2 separate regions of the Zea mays genome follow, and region 2 is linked to region 1. Evidence: chromatin contacts called from public Hi-C data. All regions are on one chromosome and are shown on one strand. Each heading gives the region's core, a stretch centred on a gene start, on an enhancer-like site or on the middle of the called end of the contact. The rest is flanking DNA. Distances are from core to core; before and after follow the strand shown. Region 1 holds the start of LOC103650024 (phospholipid-transporting ATPase 1). Region 2 holds the start of LOC103650025 (magnesium-protoporphyrin IX monomethyl ester [oxidative] cyclase, chloroplastic).

The links. A called contact is a pair of places that touch in the nucleus more often than the background predicts.
Region 2: a contact with region 1 is called in a Hi-C map of tassel, with 2.7 times the contacts expected there. The contact joins the promoter of LOC103650025 here to the promoter of LOC103650024 in region 1. A contact is called at or near these places in 2 of 25 Hi-C or Micro-C datasets (ear and tassel).

What each region holds. Positions count from the first base shown.
Region 1 is chr3:44,657,754-44,663,949 of Zm-B73-REFERENCE-NAM-5.0, forward strand. It overlaps LOC103650024 (phospholipid-transporting ATPase 1), which reads right to left and starts at 3,960. Exons shown (of 7, transcript XM_008675697.2): 1 at 2,275-3,960; 2 at 1,871-2,177; 3 at 1-260. The coding sequence starts at 3,784.
Region 2 is chr3:45,171,078-45,177,273 of Zm-B73-REFERENCE-NAM-5.0, forward strand. It overlaps LOC103650025 (magnesium-protoporphyrin IX monomethyl ester [oxidative] cyclase, chloroplastic), which reads right to left and starts at 3,264. Exons shown (of 5, transcript XM_020550194.3): 1 at 2,463-3,264; 2 at 2,303-2,367; 3 at 1,579-1,906; 4 at 1,380-1,478; 5 at 412-1,166. The coding sequence starts at 2,927. The coding sequence ends at 903.

The sequences.
Region 1 (6,196 bases), core at 2,710-5,209:
CTAATTGCCACTCCTCAAACTCAGATTGACTCAGTTTACGCATACCAACAACAAGAGTTCTTAGTCCAAGTGAAGAGTACTTATGGAGATGTGCCTCTGTAGCACGAACAATGTCCAATTCAGATGAATTGTTTGTAATTCCAAATACTGAACTGTCCGCACCTTTCACATACAGCTTAACAGTCTTATCAGGGCAGCCCACGATAACAGACATTCTCTTACGATCACTATCAAACTCATGAAGTCCCAGTATATCAAATCTGTGTATTCCATACCAGCACAAATACAGTATTGGAAGTCAATAGTGTTATTAAATTATTGAAATGTTAATTGACATACACAAAAATGTGATGCATTGAAAGTCTTGAATGGGAAAATAACAGTCAATATCGTGACATAAAACAATAGATAAATTAACAGCCAGTGTAGTTGGTCACTGCACATAACAAAAGACAAGAAAAGATTAAGGGCTACAAAATTGAGGAAGCTCCTGAAGTACATATCACTAGACTTGCACATGTCTATCAAATTGGCTAGCACAGTTCGTCTTGAAACATCCATGGAACGATAGTTTGTCTTTCATGGAACAATGAATGACCAAAAACTAGAGATTCAATTGTGACCAGTAAAATTAGAGTTAGATTAACCACTACAACGCCAAAACTTCCTAGTGGTTCATGCACCCTATTCCTTTCCAGCAGAATTTTCATACTGCAATTCAAAAAGGCAAATAGGACTTTTCACCAAACCTCGAAAATAAAAGCTCACTGGTATCCAATTCAAGTATTGCTCTGGTATCTATCCTGGCATTCATGTAACTAAGCAAGAACCCAGAAGTCACATGCTCAAGTCAAAACTACATATGCAGACAAATGAGGAAGACAAGTCAAAACTAGGATTTTGGCGAGGAAACACCAATACTGAAGATTAAGATGATGTAACACAAAATTATAAAGTAAATTATATAAAATATTAAACTATCCATATCAAATATGATTCTCCAATGCTACCAATTATTGCTGACAATAGAACCTGTAATAAGATCTGAAATCCTACACGACTGCGTAAGTTGTATGGATAGGAGATCGATGGCCGGGACATGAACCCCCGGCGTCAGACAAGAACCGTGGTCGTGCACAAGGTGTAAGAGAGCGGGAAAGAAGCGTGGGAGATGGCCCTTGAGGCCAAGCAAGGTAGTTGTCTTGCTTGCCTTAAAATAGTTGCATTGCCTCTATATTTATAGTCCCTAGAGGACTTAAGGCTCCAAATCAAACTAGAGGAGGAATCCTTATAGATTATGACTCTCCTTTCCTAACAAACCAATCATATTTCCTAAACCAACTCAATCTTAGCTCTAAGAAATCTCTATTTTAATTCTAACCTGAACTGGACTAATGTGCTACAGCACGCGCTATAGTATCTGTGGGAATTATATGCGCTACAGCACCGTGGGTACTATTCTTGCTAGGTCGGGCGCGGGGAGCCTTATGGTTTCAGTCCCTGGGGCACCTTCACGCCATGTGGCACCTCTTGCCCCGGCCCCTGGTGTGCCTCGCGGATTGGCCCCCAGGGCTCCTCTTGTTCTGGCTCCTGGGGGATTCTCTGCCATCGGTCCCTGGGGCACCCCGGCTATCAGCTCCCGGGTTCAACGCACATAGATACCGGTCATAACAACTTGACTCTTATAGAAAAAATTGCTTGTTCACTATTTTCTAGAAGATCATAAATTACGTAGTCTAACTCCTAACTATGTAACCACATTCAATAATTTGCAAGAAAGAAAATAGTTGTTTTCATATGTATCAAAAACATATTAATGTATCATTCCAATGTAGGATGCCTATGAAGCCAATAGCTAAAGCTAAGTTACCTCTGCCTGTCACCAAGGACATCAATCACTATGTAACCAGATGTTCGCTCAACAAGGACAATGCCATAAGATGCTGCAGCATATGCTAGTGCCTGTTCATCAGGGGACTCACCCTGATAGTCAATCAACTTCTGTTTTGAGTCTCTAGTGTCAAGGACAAGCGGCACTATGGTATTACAGGAAGCAAGAGCAAGTAAGAATTCAAGAACAAGCTTTGGTTCCTCATTTGAACCACCATCCCTGAGTAGTTTCACGAGCTCAGGGTCAATTTTAACTGACATCTTTGGTGTCCACAGATGATCACCGACTGTCCAAAACCAACAAAAGAAATTTGGTATAAGGGAATGGCAACATCACAACACAAAAACAAGTATGATGCAGTGAATCAATTTAAGTGATCATACCTACAACCGAGTATCCACCTGTATCTTTACCAGAGTTGTAATCAACCCCACGAATTGACGCACACTGGAAGACCATCTTGTTCTCCGTTAGTGTCCCAGTCTTGTCAGAGAACACATACCTTATTTGCCCTAAATCCTCATTTATATTCAAAGCTCTGCACTGGAACTTTGACCTTGATGACTCATCATACAGATCTTTATCAGCACCCATGAAATATGCCTGTCCAAGCCTTACCAGCTCCATTGATATATACAATGAGATAGGAATGATAACCTGATACACTATCACTGCCATAAGGAATGTGATGAATATCTGCATCCCAACACCATAATAGTTGTAGTTTTTCCCAGTTGTATAGTCCTTCTCCCTGAAGAATTGGGTGAACTCCAGCTCCCTCCGGTGATTCAGCAGCCAAATCCCAGCAAGCACGGATGCAGTTGTGCACATCCCAATAAGCATAATAGATAATATGACAGTCTCCCGATTCAACTGTGTTTCCAAGCGACTCCGCTTCGATGGCGCCCCTGAGCTATTTAGCATCACCTTGGTCTCCTTCCCAGCATATACCACAACCCCTATTGCCCATGTGGTGTTCTTGAGTTCACAGCCACGAAGAACAATGTTGGATGGCCCAAGCGAGACACGCTTGCCATCAATCTCAAGATTTGCTTGGAATCCGTAAATGTTCCTGTTGGGTCGTTCGCAATGCAGGACGCCACCAACACCACCATTCTGGGAGAACATGACATGTGTCTCCTGCTTGGCATACCTCGTCTTAAGATTGGTCTCCCCATCGAGATTCACAGTCTGGACGTGCGCAACACCGGTGGGATCGCTGGTAGCAAGCAGCACCATATCGGCCGGCAGTGTCTCATTGGACTCGATCCGTACCACGTCCCCGACGCGTATGTGCTTCCATCTCTTGGGCTGGAACTCGCCAGCTGTGCCCAGTGCGAGCACGGTGGCAAGGCGGTTGTTCTCCTGGCGGTCGGAACGGTGGCGGCGGAAATCCTCGTAGGCGTCCTTTACGGCAGTGACGAAGAGCACGAAGGCGAGTGGTAGCACGGACGCACCGCGGCCGAAGACAGCGACCTGGGGCAGCTGGTTAAGCACAGTGATTGCGAGGAAGTAGACGTACGACAGCCGCCGGAACTGTTCGAAGAGGTTCCGCGGTAGAAAGGTGAGGAACGAGTACTTTGCCGTTCGGATGGCGTTCCCAGAGAACTCCGGTGAGGACTCTCCCACGATGACCTCTCGGGATTCGTCATCCCCGACATCACGTTCCCTCTCCAACGACGCGGATGGGTCGGCGGCGGGTCCGTCGCCACGGCGGTAGGAGCGGAATGGGTCGGGGATCTCCACGGAGAAGGCGAGACGGTCTGCGCGGAGAGGAGGCTCCGACTGGGCCGGCGGGAGCAGTGACGCCGCTGGGGGATGCGGCGAGGGGGCGTCGTCGGGGGTTGAGGCGCCCGGGGTTGTGGCGATGAGGAGCGGGCGCTCGGACGCCATGTTGAGGACGGAGATGCGAAGCTAGTGCGCCAGAGGCATCGGCGGCGGCGGGTTTGGGTTGGCGCCGGCGAGGTCAAAGGCAGAGGTGGCCAGGTGGGGAGGTGAGGACTTTGGGGGAGTCGAGAGAGCAGGTGTAGACTGTAGAGGTATTGGGGCAGCACTTGGATTCTCAGCGATGGGAGGGGTTGATGGAGAATTTACAAGAGGGGTTGTAGCTCGTGAGGGTTAGTTTTTTTTAATCATGGTATTGTTAAACGGGAACATATAGCGTGTAAACTAATTTATTTATACAAATCGTGTAAATAGGCCATGAGAATAGAGATAAAACAATCCTTTTAAGATACTCTAGGGATGAAAACGGAAACGGTAATTTTCGGATACCGGAAATCGTTTTCGAAATTTTACCGAAATTTAGATCTAAACGTAAACGGAAACGGTTACCGAAAATACGAAAACGAAATCGGTAGAAAAAATCGGAATCGGAAACGGTTTAGGCTTTTTCCGACCGTTTCCGAAAATTACCGTTTTCATCCGGTATTTTACCGTCGGTAATAAATTCGGTATTTTTCAGAAAAATATTAAATCTGAGCTGACCTTTATAAATTCATAATAAATTCATCTTAGCTTAGAAAAATGTGAAACTAATTTTATTATTTTTCTAATATCAAGATCTATCTAATGATATATAGTTTAGAATCGTTTGAAACTTTTATAAATCTTATTTATGTTTTCTTATCTATTATTACTCTTGATACATATATTCAGAATTTGCATGAGAACTTAAGAAGGACTAAGAGGACACTAATTATATTGACTATGCCAAGTAGTAGGGGTACAAATAGAATGTCAGTGTCATATCATTATACATATCTTGATTCTACTTTATTTAAATGCATAATAATGATTTTATTATTGTATACTTCTTACCTTATATATTTATTGTGACCTCCTACCTTATATATTATTACTAATTTTATACGAATGTATGACTTGCGTGATTTTTTGAAGTCAATTGTGGGTACATGTTAAAGTTTTTACCGATCGAATTTTAGATTCCGATCGTAACCGGTGTAATTTTCGTACCGAACTTTCGTTTCCGATGTTTCCGAATTACCGATGTCGTTTTCGTTTCCGGAGTTACCGTTTCCGATCTCGTTTCCGAGGAAAAATACGAAAACGAAAATGATTTTAGTGTTTACCGATCGTTTCCGACCGTTTTCACCCCTAAGATACTCTTTTTTAAATCAGCCCTCCTACCTCCTCGACATATTTCTAAAAAGTTTTTTTAACTCCATTCTTTATGTCCTATACTTGCACGGTTTATATAAATAGATTAATTTACACATAACATGTTGCATCCATCTATTTTAAGTGTATTCTTATATATTAAAAATAAACTTATTTAAATTTAACTATATATAATATTACTAATCATTGTTGGTGCATAATAAATATCATTAAATTAGTCATTGGAAATATTTTTATAGTACGCTTATTTAGAGATACAAATGTTACTATGATATTTTTTATAAATCTAACTAATCTTAAGAAAAATTGGAATATATAAAAATTTAGACGACAATTAAAAAGAGATGGAGGGAGTAGTATGGACTACAATATGTTTCTATGATTTTCTATGTATTTATGAACTTCATAAAAATTGCAGAAGTTTTTTTTTGCAAAATATGAATAGGTCTAAGAGGTTGATATGGTGGATTCAAAGAGTGATCTTCGTTTGTTAGAGGTAGTGAAATTTTATATGAAATAAAAATTGAAAGGAGGGATTATTTATTTGATCATTACATAGTTACCCTTACTTATATCTATTCATACGGGATCATTGAATAGACAATGGCACGAGTAAATATGAGAAAGATATATACCACGATGGAACTTTTCTAGATTACCCTTTGGCTTTTCCTATCTGATGACACCTTTTCGGACGCCAAACACTGCGTGAGAACCGATGGCGGTGCCCTCTGTAGAGGCGCGGACGGTCCGCGACCAGGGGTCGGACAGTCCGCGACCTGGTACAAGGGCTGGCGTTCCCTGCCTAATGTCGGACGGTCCGCATGTGCGCAGGGGGCGGCGAAGGTCGCTGGCGGCGCCTGGATCTCGCTCCCGGGAGGGACCCCGTCGGGGAGGAGAGATCCTAAGGGTTGTCTAGGCTCGGCAAGCCGACCTAGACTCCTCTAATCGACGTAGAGTCAATGAGAAGCGGAGAATTTGGGGATTGGAATACTAAACTATGGCTAAACTAGAACTACTCCTAATGCGTAAGGTAAAAACGAGGAATAGATTTGATTGGATCAATTGTTGCGGGGTTCAATCGGCCGTAGCCCTTCATCTATATAAAGGGGGAGGTCTGGATCCGCTTCGAACTGATTTCCGAGTCAATCCCACGGTTTTAGG
Region 2 (6,196 bases), core at 2,014-4,513, 510 kb after region 1:
ACTTAGCGTGCAGCGAGCGGCAAAGGGCCCAGGAGGAATACGTGAGGCAAAAAAGCACCATTTCAAAACATTAATATTTTTATGATTTTTCAAATGATTCTGGACGAAGAAATGGCCTAAATTAAAGTTATAATATTCAAAGAGAACGAAAACTTTTCAATCTATTTTTTGTTTGAGATTATTTAAGGTCTTCAATATGTATTATAATATTCACTAAAATGAATAAAAAAAGAATGTATCAAACTATTTAACCAAGTTGATGGAGACATAGCGGTAAGGTCTGAGGTTTTGCTTCACGGCAGTCCCTCAAGAAACAATTTTTTAGTGTTTCACATTTTACTTGGCGGGTTTTTACGATACAATGATGAAAGGAGATTAGAAGCATAGACCGTGCTAATATGGACAATCATCTACCAAATTCATCTAGATAATTGACACTTATAATACATGAGATAGCTAAACGCTGTTAAATGGTTTCTAGTGTTACACAATCAGCCAAATGCGCTGGATCTGGATACATGCATCATGCTAGTCCGATGTTGACATGGATGCTAAAAAATATGCTCAACAACTCTGCGCGGAGGCCATGTGGTACAGTTGACCATAAAGGTATGTATGATATTGCTTCATATCAGTATAACTTCAGACGCGCCCTTCTGCTGGAAAACTGGAACGCTCGCTTCTGATGCAGTTCACTGTCATTTCCATGGAGATGCCACACAACAAGAACTTGCCAAGCCAAGCTTTATGTTGCCGAAGTCTCAGTACTGTACAGACGAACGGACACAAGAAGATGCAGATCCTTTGACCATCCCAGTTTTTTTCACCATAAGGCCCCTTAGGGAGAAAGCACCGACTTGTCTTTCGGAGAGAATAATCCGAAGATAAATCTTTCTACAGAATCAGTAAACAAGCTGGGGCTCAAATTCAGCAAAATCAACCGAGCCGGACTCAATGGGGGGCATGAGGTATGCAGCAATGATCTCAGACACCAGAGCGGCAACGAGAGGAATCCTCTTCATGTTCTTCACTAGGGGAATGTCATCTGATTTTCCGATAGCAATGATCTTCTGGTTGATCTCAACCATCCTGTCAAGCTTCCTCTTGAATTCAGGGTTCTCGACATCCAGAACAGCAGGGAAGATCCTTGCTGTTGTGCGGTTGGTCTGCACAGGTATGAAATATTTTTACATTGTCAGTAGCAGCCTTAGTTCACACCAGCATTTCTAGAAGCAGTTCATATATTCTCCTAAGCTTTCAGGATTTCTAACAGAGTTTCATGTAAATTCCTAATCTTTTGTAACAATATTGTTGTGATGTTCAGCATGAAATATAGTAAACAGGTGGAAATTAAATGATGAAATGCAGTTCATTTATACCTCAATGATCACATGCATGTCAAATTCTTTCGTGTTCAGACCAATTCCCTCATAGAATGTAGTCCGTTGGCAGTCATTCAGGTACATGGTCACATACACCTGCAAAAGGTCAAGTAACACAGCTATCAGCAATGGGGCACAACAACCTTTGGAGTTAATCGATCTACATACATAGCAAAAGAATAGCTCGAAAAATTACCGAGAGGCAGAAGAACCGTGACCAGAGCTTGGCCTTCCAGTCATTGAGGAACTGCGGCTGAGCCTTCAGCAGGGCAGAGAAGAAGTCACCATGCCTGTTCTCGTCCTGGCACCAGTTCTCGAAGTACTTGAAGATGGGGTACACCTGGTACTCTGGGTTCGCCTTGAGGTGCCTGAAGATGGTGATGTACCTCCAGTACCCAATCTTCTCGGACAGGTAGGTGGCATAGAAGATGAACTTGGGCTTGAAGAAGGTGTACTTCCTAGCCTTGGTGAGGAACCCCAGGTCCAGCGCCAAGTTGAAGTCAGACAGACCCTTGTTCAAAAACCTACACAGTGCAAATCACATGAAACTTTCAGCTGAATTTCTCCATGCCCTCATCATTACCCTAGAGCCTCAAATTGAACACAATCAGGAAAACATGCATGCCTGAATTCTTATGGGCAGTTGCTGGAAGCAACCCCCAATTCATTGACATAATTAATACTACCGACTACATTGAAAAATGAGTATTTTGTTTGCTCATGTAACCAGGCTCGTTTAAATTATTTCTGCAAACTTAGAATATCCGCATTCCTTGTCAAATTGAGGTAGCAACACTGACATAAGTGTTCATGGGACAGGCAAACAATTATATTTCCTAATCTTTATAAGGATGCATTTTTTTTGGCTACTAATTGCACGCATTGTTATTGGATTGCATGAAAAGAGATAAGGTTCGTACCCAGCATGGCGCGCCTCGTCCCTGGACATGAGCGAGAAGATCTCCGCCACGACCGGGTTAGTTTTCTGCAGAAGAAAAGCAGGGTATCAGCACACGCCCACCAGATGGTCGATGAAATGCTCCAGACGAGGCAAGGCAAGGCAAAGAAACATGAAGGAACCTTGAGCCTGCGACCGAGCTCCTTGTAGAGGAGGAAGCCGGAGAACTCAGCGGTGCAGGAGCGCTCGAGGAACTCGACGAAGATCTGGCGGTGCGGGCCCTCCATCTTGTCGGCGGCGGCCTTGAACTCGGGGTTGCGCACGAAGTGGGTCTGGTTGTAGTCCGTCTTGAACTCCTGCAGCAGCGCGTCGAACTCCGCCTGGTTGAGCTGCTTGTTGATCTCGGCGTTGAAGAGGCGCTCCATCTCGTCGAAGTCGGTGGTGTAGAAGCGGGGAGTGAGCAGCGTCTCCTGGATCTCCGTCTTGCCCCGCTTGTTGGGGCCCGAGGACTTGGGCGGCGCGGCGGCCGCGGACACGCGGAAGCGTACCACGGAGCGCCGGGCGAGGGGCAGGCCGACGAGGCCGCCTCGGTGGCGGTGCGTCGCGGCGGGGTTGACGAGCGAGAGCTCCATGGCGGAGGAGGCCATTGGTGGCGACTGGCGACGAGCTGGGCGGTGGTGACTGGCGAGGACTGGGCAGCCGGAGCGAGCTGTTCGGGGAGTAGGCGTATATGCGGTGCGCTCATGAAGTCATGCTGCGGGATGGCGACGAGCTGGGCGGTGGTGACATGGCAGCGGGGATTGCGAGCGGTGACAGATAACTAGATAAGGCTAGCCGCACTTGCTACCGGACACGCGAACGCTAAAGCATAGCGTAGAAATTTTTGCTGTAGCGGGCGACTGGACGAGATACTCTATGCACTGTAGCGTACGAGTGAACGCTACTTCGAGCGTGCGTAACGCTAAACCGATAGAATATGCATGCATGCACGAGCGTGCGTACTGGGTGAATGGTCTATCCACTGTGCGCGACAGCGACCCGCCGATGATGGATTTTTTTTGGATAAAAAAGTGTGAGAAAAATGATATAATATGTGGTAGTTGGTATAGGATAGATAAAAAAAGTGGCGAATGGCGATGAGGTGTAATCCGGGGCTTCTAATCGCCGCGCGCCATGTGTGACTGTGTGGGGGTCTGAGAGGGAGCCCAATCAACCATTCTAGCCGCACGCTTCTCGCACTATTTCCCTCCCTCTCCGTGATTTTCCTATTCTTCATTTCTCCAGGCAACAATAGAACCTATTTTATTTGGGATGAGCTGGGCGGCCGCTCTGGCCCCCAAATTGTTGGGCCTCCCTCAAGTATGTAGTTAAGTATAGTATTGATTAATTTAATCAGCTCAAATGTTTCATTAGTTGATCGGCTCAAAACATGGACAGCCCAGCCTCTCGTACAGGCCACAACTCACGCAGTCGTGCTACGAGCCTACGGCCATCACGACTTCACGTCCGTGTACCATATACGCTTCACCAAATCGCCAATTAACCTAATTCGTAGACCCTGCGTGCCGGTGCCGCCGTTCTCCGTTCACGCCTTCTCAGTTCTAAGCTGAATATGCGTTGTTTGTAATTTTAACATATTTGACCACATTTGTATCACTTGGTATTTTTTATTTCGCAAAGTTTTGAAATATTTTGAAAGCCTTTTCTATTTGCAAGCATTTCTTAAGTTCGAAAATTTCTCTCATTTTTTCAAATGCTTTTGTTTTGGTCAAAATAGCTACCTTTTTCAAGTGTGCCATAAAAGATTTCTTGTCCCTTGACTTAGTCGTCATAATTATTAGGGGTCTAATATGAGTAGGACTCAAAAAGTACTAATATGACAAAGATGTTACTAGAATATATAGGATAGACAAGTTAGATTCTTTAGTAGATAGGATAACATCCCAACATACAAGACAAAGTCATAAGCAGATAAGACAAGAATCTAATGGATAAGGAAGGCAGACTTATAATTATAGAAAGTTGGATTCTCAAAGGACTAGGTTACCAAATTAGATCTATCATGTAACATACTTGTATTCACACCTACAGCATCCCACCTACTTAGACTATATAAGGAGAGGTGGGGGAGCCCCAAGAGCACAAACTAGAACATAACAGATCAATAACCACCAAAACACCGGGTGTCAGAAATTATCTCACGACAAGATCCCTAATACCCACGACGAGAGCCCTAATACTTACGACGAGAGCCTGAACCACCCTAACCCATAAATTCACTATGGGGAAATCCTCGATAGAGGAATTTGAAGCCCAACCTATAGAAGCATCTAAGCAGCAGGAGTTTGCTAAGGAAGGCAAGTGTCTCCTTGATCATGTTGTTTGACCTATATAATATTTAGTGGATTGTTCTCACCTGTGCATTGCATAATTAGGTTAACCAGACGGGACCTAATAGGTTACCTAGATTTGTTTTCCCTATACCTTGTTTACTTCTGGGTTACTTAATATTGGGTAGAACTGCTAGTGATCTACTTGGTTTTTGTGATAATGATACACATGAATCATGATCATGTTTTATTATGAGTTATTATTGTTGACTTCATTATTATGCATTATAAGGTCACTTTGTTTTATTGGGACATGGAGGGACCAACTGAAAAAACAGTGCAACTACAAGGACTATATGTGTTCTTATCTTGGCTAATTAATTAAGAAAGCTAGCGTGTGAGAATCTTACCTAAAACGGCAAGCATGGAGGAATTGCTTAAGTATAGTGTTGGGCAAATCATACTGTGATGGCTTTTTGGACCTAGGAAGACCTATACCACCTCTTTCTGAAACCATAGTGGATTTTCTCATGCTAGTGGAACTTTGTAAAGGTCGTGTAGTGTCATTATGCAATCACACCTATAAGTGTTGCATTGTGCGTGATCAGCACATCGTAGTTGGGTGCAAAGTTCATTGAACTTTTACACGACTTGTGAGTAAAGATACACAACCTCTGCAGAGTGTAAAGCTGATATATCAGTCACACTCATGGTTACGAGCGGTTCGGGCCTCTCACAAGAATAAATTATAGAATTAAATTAAACAAGATATGCATTTTATTGTTGGTATTTCATTTATGTTCATTTATTTAATTGGAATGGTATGAACTTATACTTAGTAATTGCTAATAAATTTTTCCACAACAAAATTAAAAATTAAATGCTCAGCCTAAGCTATATTACATGGTAAGTCTTACACTGCACTTTTTCTACACACTTGCTGAGTCCCCACCATAAGTGAGCTCACCCCTATGGAACTTGTTTGCTTAGAATCCGGTAACAGGAGGATGACTACTATGATGAGTTTGAGGAGCTTTAGGCTATAGTCCTTCCGGTCAACCTGCCTGTGGCTTGTGATCGGGATCATCATCATCATCATCATTTAATTTCTACTATTTAATTATTCAAAAGACAAGTTTATGACATTGATTTTTATACACTGAGTCATTATACGCGTAAAATTTGATCCTAGCACACATATGAGATGCATCTAGATTTATTTTTAAATTCGGATGTGATAGCAGCAGTGAGGCACAACTGCTCTAAGTTCTCGATCTCGGTGCCTATGGAGACGTGTCAAGGGCCCTGTTTGGATCCGCTTTTGGGTGGATTCTAGCAGCCAGAAGTGGTAAGGAGGCACCAAACATGTAGCTTTTGGGCTAGTTTCTCGCGGTCGCGCTTCCTCTGTGGTAAGGAGGCACCAAACAACGGTCAGCGAGAAGCGGTCGAAGCCCTGCATCCGAGAAAAGCGCACTCCCCCCATGATTGTTGTTTTGTGTGTGCATTAGGGTTTCTCCCCATCCCGCTCACCACAACAGGCGACTCATCGCTCACTCGCTGCCACCGACTAGGAAGGCACTCCTCTC